Linked DNA regions of Gossypium hirsutum: region 2 is linked to region 1. A link is a contact called in public Hi-C data. All regions are on one chromosome and are shown on one strand. Each heading gives the region's core, a stretch centred on a gene start, on an enhancer-like site or on the middle of the called end of the contact. The rest is flanking DNA. Distances are from core to core; before and after follow the strand shown.

What was found. Hi-C and Micro-C count contacts between places; a contact is called where the count stands out from the background.
Region 2: a contact with region 1 is called in a Hi-C map of hypocotyl, with 3 times the contacts expected there. The contact joins the enhancer-like site here to the promoter of LOC107895077 in region 1. A contact is called at or near these places in 14 of 34 Hi-C or Micro-C datasets (anther, callus, cotyledon and 4 more).

What each region holds. Positions count from the first base shown.
Region 1 is chrA13:85,555,774-85,563,334 of Gossypium_hirsutum_v2.1, reverse strand. LOC107895077 reads right to left here and starts at 3,548. Exons shown (of 3, transcript XM_016820289.2): 1 at 3,173-3,548; 2 at 2,109-2,251; 3 at 811-989. The coding sequence starts at 3,305. The coding sequence ends at 975.
Region 2 is chrA13:85,669,954-85,677,514 of Gossypium_hirsutum_v2.1, reverse strand. No RefSeq gene overlaps it. Among protein-coding and RNA genes, the nearest start is that of LOC121212725, 27 kb to the left of the region's middle. Within about 2 kb of position 4,299, at least 2 of the 9 cell types and tissues checked have an H3K27ac peak or open chromatin away from gene starts, as enhancers often do. A contact at or near this core is called in hypocotyl and stem, where this site is marked.

The DNA.
Region 1 (7,561 bases), core at 2,299-4,798:
GATTAGTAGGAGGATGAAGTTGGTCAGAAATCAATTATGTTGAAATCGTTGAGTCTTTTTCAACTTCAATAACAACGAAAACGTAGACTTTGTTGCTCTAAAATTAAGGAAATGCTTGATATTTACCATCTCACTCTCATTCAATCTATCTATTAACTGTTGCTACGTGTCTAAAGCAATCCAACTTCCTTGGAAGTTATATCAGAAAATGAGCCATTCTTGTAAAATTATTAAATTATTAAAAAATACCTCCAAAATAACCTGAAGAAATGTAAGCACAGTTCATCCTAAATTTTTTACATAATTCAGGTGCTGAGGCTAAACTCGTTCTATTTTGGACATAGTTGCAGTAAGCTCCAAGGTTATGTGAGGATTTAAGATGACAAAAAATGGAAAGGTGGAACAATAATTTGTTTGTGCAGTGTGGTTTCTGGATGGCTAATTGCACCGTCCACCATCCTCACTCTGGTTTAAGCAACTCAAACCTAAGTTCAAAAGCTAGGTTGTAAAGTAAATAGTTCAATACTTCGTGAAACATGGTACAACAAGCAAAATAACGAAACGGGCAAGGAACTTAGTTATGATACCAAGCTAAAGAAGCTCCAACCCAATCTCAAAAGCTAGCTTCTAGGGCAGAGAGTTCAACTAGGGCAGGAGAAGAAATAAAGAAAAGATAGGGACAAAATATGACCTACACATGCATCCTTAATTTTTCTATGACATGAGGCAGCTGAAAAAGAACTCTAGATATCAACACACAGCAGATAAATCAAGTCCAACTCTCAACAATAATCTCACAAAATGCAAGACTTCAACAGAAGTATTTGTTTTTATTTTTCCGCTTCAAATTGTGTTTACTCATTTGATAGAATTACATGATAAAAGATAATGTGATCCATAACAAACAATTGGTGCAACAAGTTAATTGTTTACCCACCAACATATAATCTTAGAGGAACTTCAACAACATCAACTCACTCCACTTGCTCCTGGAAAAAGAAAAGAGAAGTAAATTAACTTTCTTATAGAGATTCTTGAAACATATAATATGCAGAATAATATTGAAATAAACTAAAATCTAGAAGCATCCTTGCTATGCAGATTTTTGATAAAGTTAGAACTTAATAGACCAGACTGTAAAAGTGTCAGGAAAATCAACAACAACATCTACTCTGGACAAGAATAGTTGCCCTAAACTGCCAAGGCTCTATGCAAAGATAATCCACTACACTGGGGCCAATAACCAACGAGACATTTTCACCTGAGAAATTGGCTATGCTTGGGCACTGGCAAAAAATATTTTTTCCCCTTGCAGCAGCAGATTTTTACACACAACTTTCCCATCAAAATGCCTTTCATAAAAGTTAAGCAATAATTTATACTAGAGACCTCCGGTCCCTATTCAAATATAAGTTGATCTGATGCCTATGTTTTTGCATAGATGGGCTTGGGGTGGAGTACTCCATAAAAACCTGAACACCCCCTTCAATTTTCAACCTATAGGTCGTTATATTTTATTTTAACAGGGCTACTCAAAGGTCAAGGGCCTACGAGTAGGGCGTACTCTAGGTGAGAAACAATTAATAACCTGATGGTTTATGACATTTTAAGCAATTATTCAAGAAAAGCTCAATGAAAGTTGTTTCAGCTCAGTAATTGAAATATATGCCAATGCCCATATTTGATTCATCAGCATCACAGTTTCACTTTCCACAATATTTCAGATTTTTATATATACATACATCTAATTCTAGTCATTGTTAGAAGAAATTAACCTACGAAAAAGGTTCACTCATCATCACCATTTTTTTAATTCAGATTGATTACTCTTAGATGGCTCTAATAAAGTTGGTTGAGTGTGAGCATTGAAGTTGACGATCACAAAATCGATTAGCGGGCATTCATAACCTAACCCAGAATGACCCCACCAGTGCTGATGCATATCCTCTCATTTAACACCTTGAGATGACTGTTGATAAGTTGAAGAAAATTTTAACATTTGTAGTGGACAAAGGATTACACTAAACAATTAGAACATGAATGTGCAACCTAGAAAAAGGAAGAGTCCAGAAGATTAAACCCATAGTTCAATAAAACATTAGTTCAACCTTGGGTGCAGGAGCATCATCAAGCTTCGGAGGAGCCAACTTTGGAGAATATCCACCAAAAAGACAAGAACAATCAGTGTATGCGGATCCAATCGCAATCCCAGCACCAAAAGCTACAGATGCCCATCGAGTCACTGGACTCCCTGACAGGACAAATCAAAGTTATTAACTCAAGGAAGGATTAAGGAAGACATGCAAAGCAGAAAGCATAAAAACGGAAAGGCATGATAGCGACAATGCCTGGAAATACAAGTACTAGAAGAAAACTGAAGCAATTCAAAATGGAAGAACTCAGTTTACTTTGTCCACGGCTTAGATTAACATCTAGTAAAAAGTTAAAATGCATAATCACTTCAACCGTTTAGGCTTTTCCAGGTAGCATTGATGATTGAAGGTGGCTATGAGTCATAAATCATAAACAGTTCCTTTCCACTCTCCCCACAAAGCAGAGCCTTAATCAAGTTCCTCGTCATTTCTAGGCAATTTACAACAAAGGCAAAAAGGAGCTACTTCTGGTGTTGGAATATAAGGTGAATCAAAACCAACATGCAGGGATGCAAGGTTCTCCTTAAGGAAGCCACTTGGTCTCAAACGTTGCCACTTAAATGGATGGTAAAGTGCACAACAAAAATGTAAATAGCAGCCATAGCACGATATTATGGCTGCAATTTGCATTTGTGGCTCTCTTTGCCACCAGTATTCACTGTAGATATTTGCTGCAACTGATTGTAGTAACATACCTCGCACTCGCAACCAATAAACACAACACATCCAAAAAAGTATCCACGACAGCAATTTAAATCCCTACATATTTTGGACATGTATATACATCATATTTACATTAACATCTACAGCTATGAATGTAGAGCAGGCGCATATATAACTGGAAGAGCGAACGCTACCGAGTGCAGAACAACATAGAAACAACTAGATGAAAGATAAAAAGTGGATATGAGAATACAAAATTTGTAGAACCATTTAGGCTAATCTGCAATGGGGCAAATCGAAAACAACATATCTTAAAAAGGAGAAAGAAATAAAGAAATTAGGGAAAGAGAACAAACTGAAGAAAAGGAGGCCACCAAAAGCGCCAGCCAAGGATGAATAAACGAAGCGGCGGAGAGTGAGATCGATGCAGGCGTCCCATTTTGCGTTCATGTCATACTTTGACGGCGTCAATTCCTTGTTATCCCCCATTTCAGAGCCTTATGCAGTACAACTATTACTTTCGTTATTTCTTGGAATTTTTGCTCAGATTTCCTTCTTTTTACTTCGTCTTCGTTTGATTCTCCTTTTGTTTTCTGGGTAATCTGCCGCAATGCCTCTCAGATAAGTACAGCTTGTTTTTCCTTCCTCCTTTTTCTTTTTTCTTTTCAACTTACGGCATCCATCGAAAAAATGGGATCAAGAACAACAAGGGCCCAAAAAAGCCCAATAGTAGAAACGTCTCAAAACAGCTCAAAAGATGTAATAATAGAAACAAGGTCCAAACAAGCCCAGCTCCCCACGATATTCAACTATTTGACCCTTGCTATCATCAGAATAGGAGGGAAAGGAAGTGCCAAAGGATGTTGGGGAAGTAGAGATGCAAGGGGGCTGCACCGGTTGTCAGCATGAATGCCTTCGGCAAAGACCACGCCTCGGCCAAACTGAAAAAAGGAAGTTATCGACCACCGTTAAAGCCAATCATGAGCAGCGACGGAAGAGACCCATTAGCCATAAAAATGGCCCCAACCACTAACAAAAATAGAGTTTGTGTGACGAAAGCCAAGGACTATCAAGCTTCGACCAACTGGGAACTTAAACGGTGGCGACCCCATCCATGCCCCCCAAAAAATAACAAAGGCTAGTGTTAGAATTGTGTGACCCAAATTCTAAGAGATTGCTTGCAAGTCAAGTTAAACAAAAATATATTTTCTTTCTAGAAGATTTAGTATTTATTAGTATAATATATTTAGCATTTATTAGTATAGTTTATTTGACTTACTAATTTAGCCTATAAATAGGCTCCTTTACAATCTTAGAATTAATAGACACCCATTAGATTAGAACTCATAACACATTCAGAGAATTTTGTGTTTACGTTTGAGGGTTCTTTGTTTTATCGGGTTTTTGGGGTTTAGTTTTTATCTCCATCTTTTGTACTCTTCATTCTTTTGCCATTATAGTAAAATTATCTTTGCCCGTGGTTTTTTATCCTCTTTTGAGGGGTTTTTCCACGTTAAATTTGTGTGTTCATCTTCTCAATTTCTTCTACTATTTTTACTTGTTCGTTGCTTATTCGGGACGATCCTAATAGCTAGCAAGCAAGGAACACTAACCTGGAAAATAAAAAAGAAAGAAAAATATAAGTAACATCGACTAAGGAGTTGCAAACGCTAAAATGGTAGAGAAATGGAACCAAACAAAATCATCGTTGGTAAGGAAAGAAGCCAAAAAGGCCTCAGCTAACTTCTCTCACAAAGGTTTTTGGCCAAGGATCCTCTCATTCTGTCGAGCAAGATCCAACAAAAGCAAACAGATGTGCCCATCGTAGGAACCATGAAAAGAGAGGAGGAGATTCTTTTCAGTTGAAGGGAAAAAAAAGCAAGAGGGTAGAGGAAGGAATGACGACGGCTGGTTTGGCAATTAGCCCTATTGTTGGCTAGATAGAAAGCAAAGACAGTGGTTGTATTATTTTATCTTTACTATCATTTTTTAGCATGGCTGAAACCACGAAGAGAGATGAGGAGATGGTTTCATGTTGAAGGAGGAAAAAAGCAAGGGAAAAGGATACCAGCATTTACTTAACTTTCAATGGTGTGAAATTAGTCACTAATATTTACGAAAAGTGGTAGATTAATCATTAATATTTTTGAAAAATGATAAATTAATTACCCAAGCCCATTTTTTGGTACAAACCTAATGGGACAACTGACATGGCTCGACCAGATGTCCATGTTGGATCTGGTGTCCTAAGTGTAGTATTTTCGTCAAAGTACACTTGTAAATTTCTGAACAAATTAGTTAATAAAATTATTCATGAATTACATTAATACTTTGTATATTGTCCTCAAATGGTTTTTGTATGCAAAGTAAAATGGAAGTAAATGTTACTCATTGGTTTTCTATTGTTTAATTAATATTTAGTGATATTACGTGGTCAGATTGTAATATAGAAAGACAACTTGTATTAGTAGATAAACCTAAACATGTCCTTAGTCTAATCGGAACTGAACAAACCGATTGAAAGACTAATATTTCACCTATCAAGTCCAATTGGGGAGATGTTTTGTCTTGGGCATCGAAGCGGATGACTCTTAGAAGATAAAGACATAGATGTGACTGACTGGATTAACAGTACATCGAATTGGATCCAAGTAGAATAGATCCTAAATCCGTTTATGGATTTATTCGCTTGTGACGCTCATAGTGTGGCATACCTAAATCTTGGGTGGATGGCAGACTATGTATACGTGACTCATATACTTTGATGTAAGTAAAAGTATAAGTTTGAATAAATAAGGAGCCGAAAGTTGATGTGGAATTTATAACCTGAGACATAGGTAAATTATATCCTCTCATAGGCATTACATGGTTGATGAAAAGTAAACGTGCCACGGGTCGTTCGTCTTTGTGATGGATAACTTTATCCCTATTTGATAGTCATTGACTTTTCATGAAGGAAGATGTAATGGTTACCATAAGATAAAATAGAATTATATTGGGAAAACATATATTATCTTAAAGAGATCAATGATATACTATAAGGGTAACACACTTATGACAAGGTCATTGGGTGAATGTTGAATAATTGCTTTCGTAATAATATGTCGTTAGGGAGAGCTCAGCCACAATACTATAGTGAAATGTCTTCATGATTAAATGAGTTTATAATTAATAGACGAAAAGCCAAAACTTAATTATAAATCATTTGAGCCTTAATTACATATGTCAAATCGATCCCTCTAATAGCTCGTTGAAACCGGAAATGAATTACGTGTTTAAATCAAAATGAACGGAATGAATACAAACAAAGAAATAGAAAACATTCAAAAATCATTATGGTTTTCTTTGAAATGGAGAAATGGAATTATTTGGAAATAAATGTGGGTTTTAAAAAAATTGGAAATGAAAATGAGAAATGATCCATTTGCAAATATATATGGATTGCTCAGAAATGATCAGAAGAATGATTTTATGTTTTTGAGCAGTTTTAAAGCCCAAAAATGAAAATAAACCATTCAGTCATAATGAATAAGTTGAGTTGTGAAATATTAAATATATTTTCTTGAAAATTTTACCAGGGGTAAAATCATCATAATTTTACAGGGGTAAAATTGGGATGAGAAAGTTATTTAATTGGAAAATTAATATTTATTTTGGAAAATAGAAAAATATGTATTGGGTTGGATTAAATTGTAAAGTGTTGGACAATTTTTATTGATTTATTAAAATGTTGATTAAATTTGTTGTTATATAATTTTATAGGTTGTTTGAAAGAAACTAATCAGGTATGTTTCTATTTCCATTTTTATTTTTTTAATTCGTATGTTTTTATATTTAGATAGTTTATATTAATTTTAATTATATTATTATTGTAATCTAACATAATTTTTTTTATTGTAGATAAATTATGGGAAATAATTAGATATTTACCGTGTTTTTTCTAAAAATTGAAATAATTTATTGTATTTTTTGAAACAAATTAAATGAATTCATTTTTTTAATTGCAGATTTGCAGCAAATGGGTTCTTTGATTAATAATAATCATATATCAAGTACTATTAATGAAATGGTAATATTTTTTTTTATTTGATACTCATGTTATTTGCGGAATAAATTATATTGTATTAACTATTTTGCTAATTTAATAATGTCAGGGCCCGTACCGCGTATTGAGGGGCCGTGTTAATAGTGTAGGGTTTCTGCCAGATGAACACCTGATACCATACTTAGAGTTAGCCGGGTTCGGATCAGCGGCATTGATCCAGACTTTTGATCTGTGATACGTTTTGATTTTTGCTTTAGTTGAGCGATGGCGTCCAGAGACCCACACATTTCATTTGTCGTATGAGGAGTGCACCATCACTCTAGAGGGTGTTGCACTACAGCTAAGGCTCACCATCGAAGGGAATGCGATCACGAGCATAAGTTCGATCTCTAGGCCGACTGCCTTTTGCTATGAATTACTTGGATCCTCACCAAGTGAGGAGAAATTTGCTAGTTTGAGGTTTTCATAGCTAAAGGCCAATTTTGAGTATTTGCCGAGTACTACTGTTCCAGCTTACATTACGTACATTATAGGGGGTGTACTCATGTCGGATGCAAACAGAAGTACAGTCCACTTGATGTACTTACCCCTATTATCCAATTTGCATAACATCCGTTCATACAGTTGGGGGTCCGCAGTGTTAGCCATGTTGTATCGTGAACTTTGTCAGACAACAGATCCTTCTGCGATGGACATAGGT
Region 2 (7,561 bases), core at 3,050-5,549, 110 kb before region 1:
TATACGGCTGAGGCCGAATAACTATATTCTGTTATCTATTTGTCTGCATGTTGTTTGTGGGGATGTACACACTGAGTTACGAAAACTCACCCCTTTATTTATTTATCTGTTCATGTAATCTTCAGCAATAGATGGATCGGTGTGACGGAGGGCTCGATGGTGACCATTGGTAGATATTTACGGATTTTTGAGTAACACTTTAGTTTGTCTGCTTTATTTAAATATTTATTTTGGGTTTATTTTGGGGATTTTAAATTGTTAGATTATTGATTTATGAATTAATGATGTTTTAGCTTCTGCATTAATGAAATGTTTTCACTTAATATTTGGAATAGAGATTTCACGATTTAAGTAAAGATAACAAATTGGACGACTTTTAACTTGCTAAGGTTTTTCTAAAAAGCACTCACATGTGACGCCACCAGATTCAGCCATAGCGTCTAGGCCGGGTTTGGGGGTATTACACGAAATCACTATTCTGACTAAGTCCAAAATTAGGCTGTTACAGTGGCTACCAATGTTGGGAACACTAAAGTCATTCTTATTGTTTATTTAGGAAACACCCATAATTTTATAAGTGCTAAAATTGTATTGCTAATGGGGTTATCTTGTCAACCAGTGGGGTTTGTAGGAAATTATTGTGGTCCACATCTATTGCCTACTTCCAAATTGATTTCCTAGTACTACAATTGGGGGAATGCGATTTAGTCTTAGGGGTACAATGGCTCCAGACCTTAGGACCCATCACTTGGGAATTTAGATCCCTGACAATGAAATTTATCTACAATGGTCAACAATGTTTATTGGAAGGTATACAGCCAGGTCACATCCTATTACTGGGACACAATCAATCTACCAAATGTTTGACTATGTTGTGGAAAGGACAAAGCTTATTTTTGCAGGTAAGTAACTAATTGAATTGTGCAGGTGTACACATCGTTCAAGTAATAAAGTGATAAGTAAGTATTGTCTCCACAGGGATCGAAAATTGGTAAGAAATTGAGTAAGTTATTACAATTCTATTGACTATACTAAATAGCAGAAAATACTCTCAAGTTGAATAAGATATTTGTATAATGAATTAGTGAAATCAAATGCTAAAAACAAATAATTGATATGGAAAATTACATAGAAAAGCAAGAGTATTTCTGTTGTTGAATGAACAGTGCTGGAATTATTTAGGTGAAATGTTAATATCAAAATAATGCCATGGAAAAATATTGTCTAATCAGAGAGTCACTACTATAACCTGCCTCTTTTGATAGCTAAATTTTAGGCTAGAAATCTAAGTTATTCTATGTCTACAGAACTCTAGATTAGTAACTATAATGAATCTTCTTTGTACAACTTGCAACATCTATGTCTAGAGTGCTACAAATATTCTTTCGAGTATTCGCTTGCACCAAACGATTCAAGATCCAATATATTTAACCTTTTCAGAATTAAAAATACATATAAGAACATAACACACAATCAACTATGTCTAGAGCTTGCATGCATGTATTTAAAATAAGCATAAATTGAATAAAACAGTGAAATAGACAATGTAAAATCATGGTAATTAAAGATGATAAAACATTCACCGAAATAACTCCAACCTAGAAAAGATTTAGTTCATGGGTGGAAAAGTTAACATCAAAATAAAATCATTCATCACCATTCTCAAATCAATTCGAATCACAGAAATCAAGAAAATAAAGGCAGAAATGTAGGAATTCTAGCCACACTCCAACTTCTCTTTGATTCTCAGATTGTACGTGAATCTAGGATAGCTGTTTCTCTCCATTCTTCACGTCTGTATTCTGCTTTCTTAAGTTGTTACCCTTTCTTTCTTTGGAATTCTCCAAATGAGAGAAAAATCGTTGTCACCAATTTTTTTCTCACACAAATTATCCTCTCTTTTTTTCTTCTCTCTCCTTCTTTTATTGGGTAGATACGTCTCCCTTAGCAAACATTTGTTTCTCCTCTTTTTCAAGGTTATTTTTCTGGTACACGTCCAACTAGCTGAGAGTGACATGGATAGAGTGCTGAGTCACCTTTCTAGAATTGCCATGGCAATTGTGTTGACAATTAATCTCACCATTTGCCACGGCAATGTTTCACTTCCCTTTTTTTCCTTCTGCATCTTCTTCATCCTCTTCTTCTACCTGCACCTGTGTCCAACCATAACTTTTCCTTCCTCAAGTAATAAAAGTAATAAATGATGACCATTATAGCGCAATCCAAGCTTTGTTATGCAATGTTTTAAAATTATCCTAGAAATGCAAATGTATTTACTTAATTAAGAAAACAATTAATTCCATCTAGAGGCCTAAAATAGAACTCTTTTCAAGAGTTACCACTTATATGCTATGGTTATCACGGACATGGTACAAGCTAGTTTGATGGCAACTGATGTTAGTTTCAACCAAGAGCTTCAATCTATATTCCAAACCTATTATGATGTTTTTCAAAAACCAAAGGGTCTCCCACATTCTCGACTACAAGACCATAAAATACCCTTGAAGGATGAACCAGTTGTGGTTAAAATAAAACCATACATGTATATTGCCATTTAGAAAACAGAAATGAAAAGGATAGTCTGTGAAATGATTCAGGCAGGGATCACTAAGGACTACAACAACTCCTTTGCATCCCCTATAGTGATGGTTAAAAAAATGGAGAATGGATACTGTGTGTGGATTATTAACAATTAAACCAGTTAACAATTAAAGAAAATTTCCCTATTCCTGTAATAGAAGAGCTCTTTGATAAACTTAGGCAAGCCAAAATATTTTCCAATCTATACTTTCGTTTCGATTAACACCAAATCTGAATGTGAGAACCTAGCATCCATAAAACGACCTTCTAGATGCACAAGGGCCACTACAAATTTTTAACCATGCCTTTCGGCTTAACAAATGCACCTTCCACGTTCCAAGCTTTGATGAATTCAATTTTTAAACCTTGGCTACGGAACTTTGTACTTGTTATCTTTGATGACATCCTTATTTATTTCTCTTCTTAGTAGGATCATTTGAGGCATCTCATGATTGTCTTTGAGGTTTTGAGACACCAACAATCATATGCCAAAAAAGGAAATGTTATTTTAGGGCCACTCGAATAGAGTACATGTGACATGTTATATCTCAAGAGAAGGTGGCAGTGGACCAAAACAAGGTTACCAGTATAATAAATTAGCTGACTCCGTGTGTTATAGAATTTAAGGGTTCCTTGGTCTTTCAGGGTATTAGCGAAGATTCATTAAAGACTATGGCACGATAGCAAGGCCACTCACTGACTTGCTTAAGTAAGTGAATGGAATTGGACTCAACAAGCTGACAAGGCCTTCACCACCTTAAAAATTGCCCTTAGTTCTGCTCTCGTCCTTGCCCTACTGAAATCTTAGCTTGTTTTTTATTTGGACACCGATGTCGGTATCTCCATAGTAGGAACAGTTTTACAACAACAAGGGCACCCCACAATTCTTTTAGCAAGTCTTTGTCGATTTATGAAAAGGAAATGCAAGTGGCTCCTTTGGCAGTAAAATAATGGCATCATTATCTGGTTGGTCGTCATTTTTGCATTCGAACTAACCATCAAAGCTTGTAATTCCTAGCTGACCGGCAGGCTGTTACCCTTTTTCAACATAAATGGGTCGCAAAAAATGCTTAGTTATAACTTTCATGTGCTGTATAGGATGGGAAGCACCAACGTAGGAGTCGATGCTCTTTTGAGACAGCGTATTGGAGCTAAAGGACAGTGTTTACAATTGGAAGATAGTTCGACGGTATATAGCTTATTAGCTCGAGTACAAGAAGCTTGGCAACAGGACCCTCGTTTTAACAAAATTTGTTTGAAGCTATAAGCCCAACCTTCATCCCATCAAAGTACAATTGGGATGTTCATTTTTTAAGAAGAAATGGGAAACTTGTGATTGGAAAGGATCAAGAGCTTCAAAAAGCCCTAGTTTCTTATTTTCATGAGAGTTCCACAGGGGCATTCGAGCATCCATGCTATGAGACAATGACTTGCAAGTATGGTTTACTGGAAAAGGGATGAATACAATTATTAAACAGTGGGTGAGAGAATGCTTTGTTTGCCAACGAAACAAGTATGATACCTCTGCTCATCTTAGGCTACTTCAACCACTCCCAATTCCTACTCTCGCTTGGTTCGGAGTGAACATGGATTTCTTCGAGGGATTAACCCCTTCTAAGGGAAAGAATTCCATTCTTGTAATAGTGGATACACTCACTAAATATGCTTATTTTGTAGGACTCTCTCATCCCTTTACAACTGTTACAGTAGCCCAAGCCCATCTTGACCATGTTTATAAGCTCCATAGGTTGCTGGATTCCATTATTTCGAACTGAGATTGGATATAGGTTAGCTTATTCTAGCAAGAACTATTTAAAAGGCTGGGAACCAAGTTGTACTTGACTATGACATACCACCCGAAATCTGATGGTCAAACGTAGATTTTAAACAAGTGTTTGGAGAACTACCTATGTTGCATGACATGAGAAAGAACCGGTAACTAGTTTGCTTGGAACTCATTGGCTAAGTGGTGGTATAATTCCACCTTCCACACATCCATTAACACCACTCCCAACAAGGCTTTTTATGGTCAGACACCACCCCACCACCTTTCTTATTTGGCTGGCTCTTCTAGGGTGGATCATGTGGACCGTAGTTTACAACAATGTGAAGCTACAAGGCATATCTGTCACTATCATCTCAAGTGAGCTCAGGACAGAATGAAACATTATGCTAAACAACATAGAAGTGAAAGATCCTTCCAAGAAGGAAGCTAGGTTTTCCTGAAGTTACAACCTTATCGGCAGCATTCACTACGGAAGTTTACTAACCAGAAACTCTCTCCACATTATTTTGGTCCATTTCAGTTTTGTCCAAGGTTGGTATTGTTGCCTACACCCTTCAGTTACTGCTAGACTCAAAGATTCATCCCACATTCTATGTTTCCTTACTTAAGCATCATGTGGGACATTAGCATGTATAGCCTACCCTTCCTTTGATAAACCCTGATGGCATGATTCTTAAAGAATCTGTCAGAATCCTTGACCATCGTATGGTTAAGAAAAATAATCAAGTAGCAACTGAAGTGCTTCTGGAGTGGGTGAACAGTTTTCCTGAGGATGCTACATGGGAATCTTGGCCAAAGCTGCAGCAACGATACCCCAACCTTGATCCTTGAGGACAAGGATCTACTTTAGCGAAAGAGTATTGTTAACGGACAAAATGTTGTTTTTAAATTTTAGTATTTTCTGTTGCACTTTTAATTTAAAATGTTGACTTTTATTTTACTTTAGTTAAAATGGGAGTTTTTGTGAAGGAAGCAAAAATGGTGCGTTTTGTCTTAAGTGTTGATGTAACTGTTTTAATGAAATGTTAAGCTGAGAGGGATAGCTATCCATAACCGAAATGACAGCTTTGTACCATACTTCTTTCTCTGAGTTGCTATATTCTGAAATGAGCAATGAAAGGCATGTAGAATGTGATTTTGGACTAAAGTTTACCCTATTTTCTCCTCTCTAAATTCTTCTATGTTTCTTCCTCTCTTTCTTCGATACAACTAGGATTCTATTGTGTAATACGTTTGCGGCATTATTATATGATTATTCAAAACTATCCAAACATATTAAAAAAACCTTTAAAAAAAAACAAATTAAATCTACTTATTATGAATAATTGATGATTACACTTAGGAGTAACATAATATAAAGTAGTAATAAATAACTCAACTTCAAAGTGTAAAGGTTGGTTCTGCTTTTCTTTTCTTTATTGCTTGAATGTGATTATAAAGTTGCACAAAGAAGAAAGGGAATAGATAACCATTTCTATAAGAGAACTGTGTAATTATAAATATGTAAATCTTCTAGTTTCAATGAACTTTACAATTTACATTTAGGGTTTCTTACATGATGTATATGCTCTTTATTTCTTTAAATATAAATACAATATCAACTATTTTGAAGGGGAAAGGAAAATATAATATAAACTATTAAATTGTATAATATAATTCAAAATATCACTATAACTACCACTAAAACTTATCTCATTCTTTGATATTGCTTAATTTAGAATTCGGCATTGGCAAAAATTTTAAATTTAGGGGCAAAATTGTTATAATCATTCTTTTTATACCTATTACAATCTTTTATAGAAAAATAAACCCTAAAAGAAAAGAAAAAACTAAAGGGACGAGGGAATTTCACTTTACAAGCTTTTTTTTCTTTTTTTTATTTATGTTAAATTATTTTATGTATAATTTTTGAGTTTTTTTATATATATTTAGAGTATTATAAACTTATATATTATTTTATATGTTTATAATTTTATTCTAGAGCATAATTTATAATTTTTTATATATTTATATTTTATTTTATGTAGACTTTTGTAACACCCTCAAACCTGGCTTAAAAGTTTAAGCCCAATCTAGAAGGGTTACACTAACGTATTGAAAACTGTTTTCTTTTCGGAGTTTTAACTTGAAGTCCAAAAATTCATTTTTTATCGATTTAGGTGATTTTGTGGTTTCGTGTTAGAAATTAACAGATACTGACGAGCTTATAAGAAAACAAGGCAAGTCCAAAAATAGATTACAAACCCAAAAGATCAAATCATAGTTATATCAATGCAAAACAATTCGAGCTTCCGTACGCCATCCAGTCCTAAGTCAGATGTCCACCTGAACAGATAAAGGTAAGACAAAGGTGAGCTACCAAGCACGGCATATAATCAAACTCAAATACAATTAAACATATCTTAATGTATAAATCAAAGTGACCCAAGAACTAAATAATAGTTTTATAACCAGTACGGAACAGATCTAGAGTATCACAAAGATTTCAACGATAGTAGTACAACAGAACCGAACAAAATGGAACGGAGCAGAACAGAATAGAATAGAGCAGAGGATGTGTTATGCAAATGTTGTATTTTTCAAGTAGATCAGAATACGGATTTATCAGAAAACATCCTACCCAAACTCCGCTACACACCAAAATAGAGTTCCCTTAGAACTCGTCCAACCAAATCACACCAATAGATAATTGTGGATAGTGCCACCAGAATTTTGCAGTTAAGATTGCCAGATCGGATACAAGTGGTCAAGCCACTATAGTACAGAATTATGTATAAACCACCAGATAATGCAGATCATTAATTGCCAGAAACTTCCTCATTTCACATCAACCTAAATCCCATGCAATATGTCATGATATGCATATGTAGAATCAGAGTGATGAGCGTGTAAGTCATGTTATCTTTCAATAATAAAATCAAGAGACATGAGGGTCCATGTTTTGTAAAACAGACTTATCAAGCCTCAACAGACCATATCAGAATTGCCATGAAGTCACATGCACTATCATAAATCAAAATCAGTAACAAGCAGTCTAACATGTTCAGATATCGTATATTCCTCATCAACAAAGTAATGTAGAGGGTTATAAACTAGAATCAGTAACAATCAATCTAACATAATCAGATATCACATATTCTTCATTAATAAAGTAACGTAGAGGCGTACCAACAAACTTAACAAAATACAGATCGT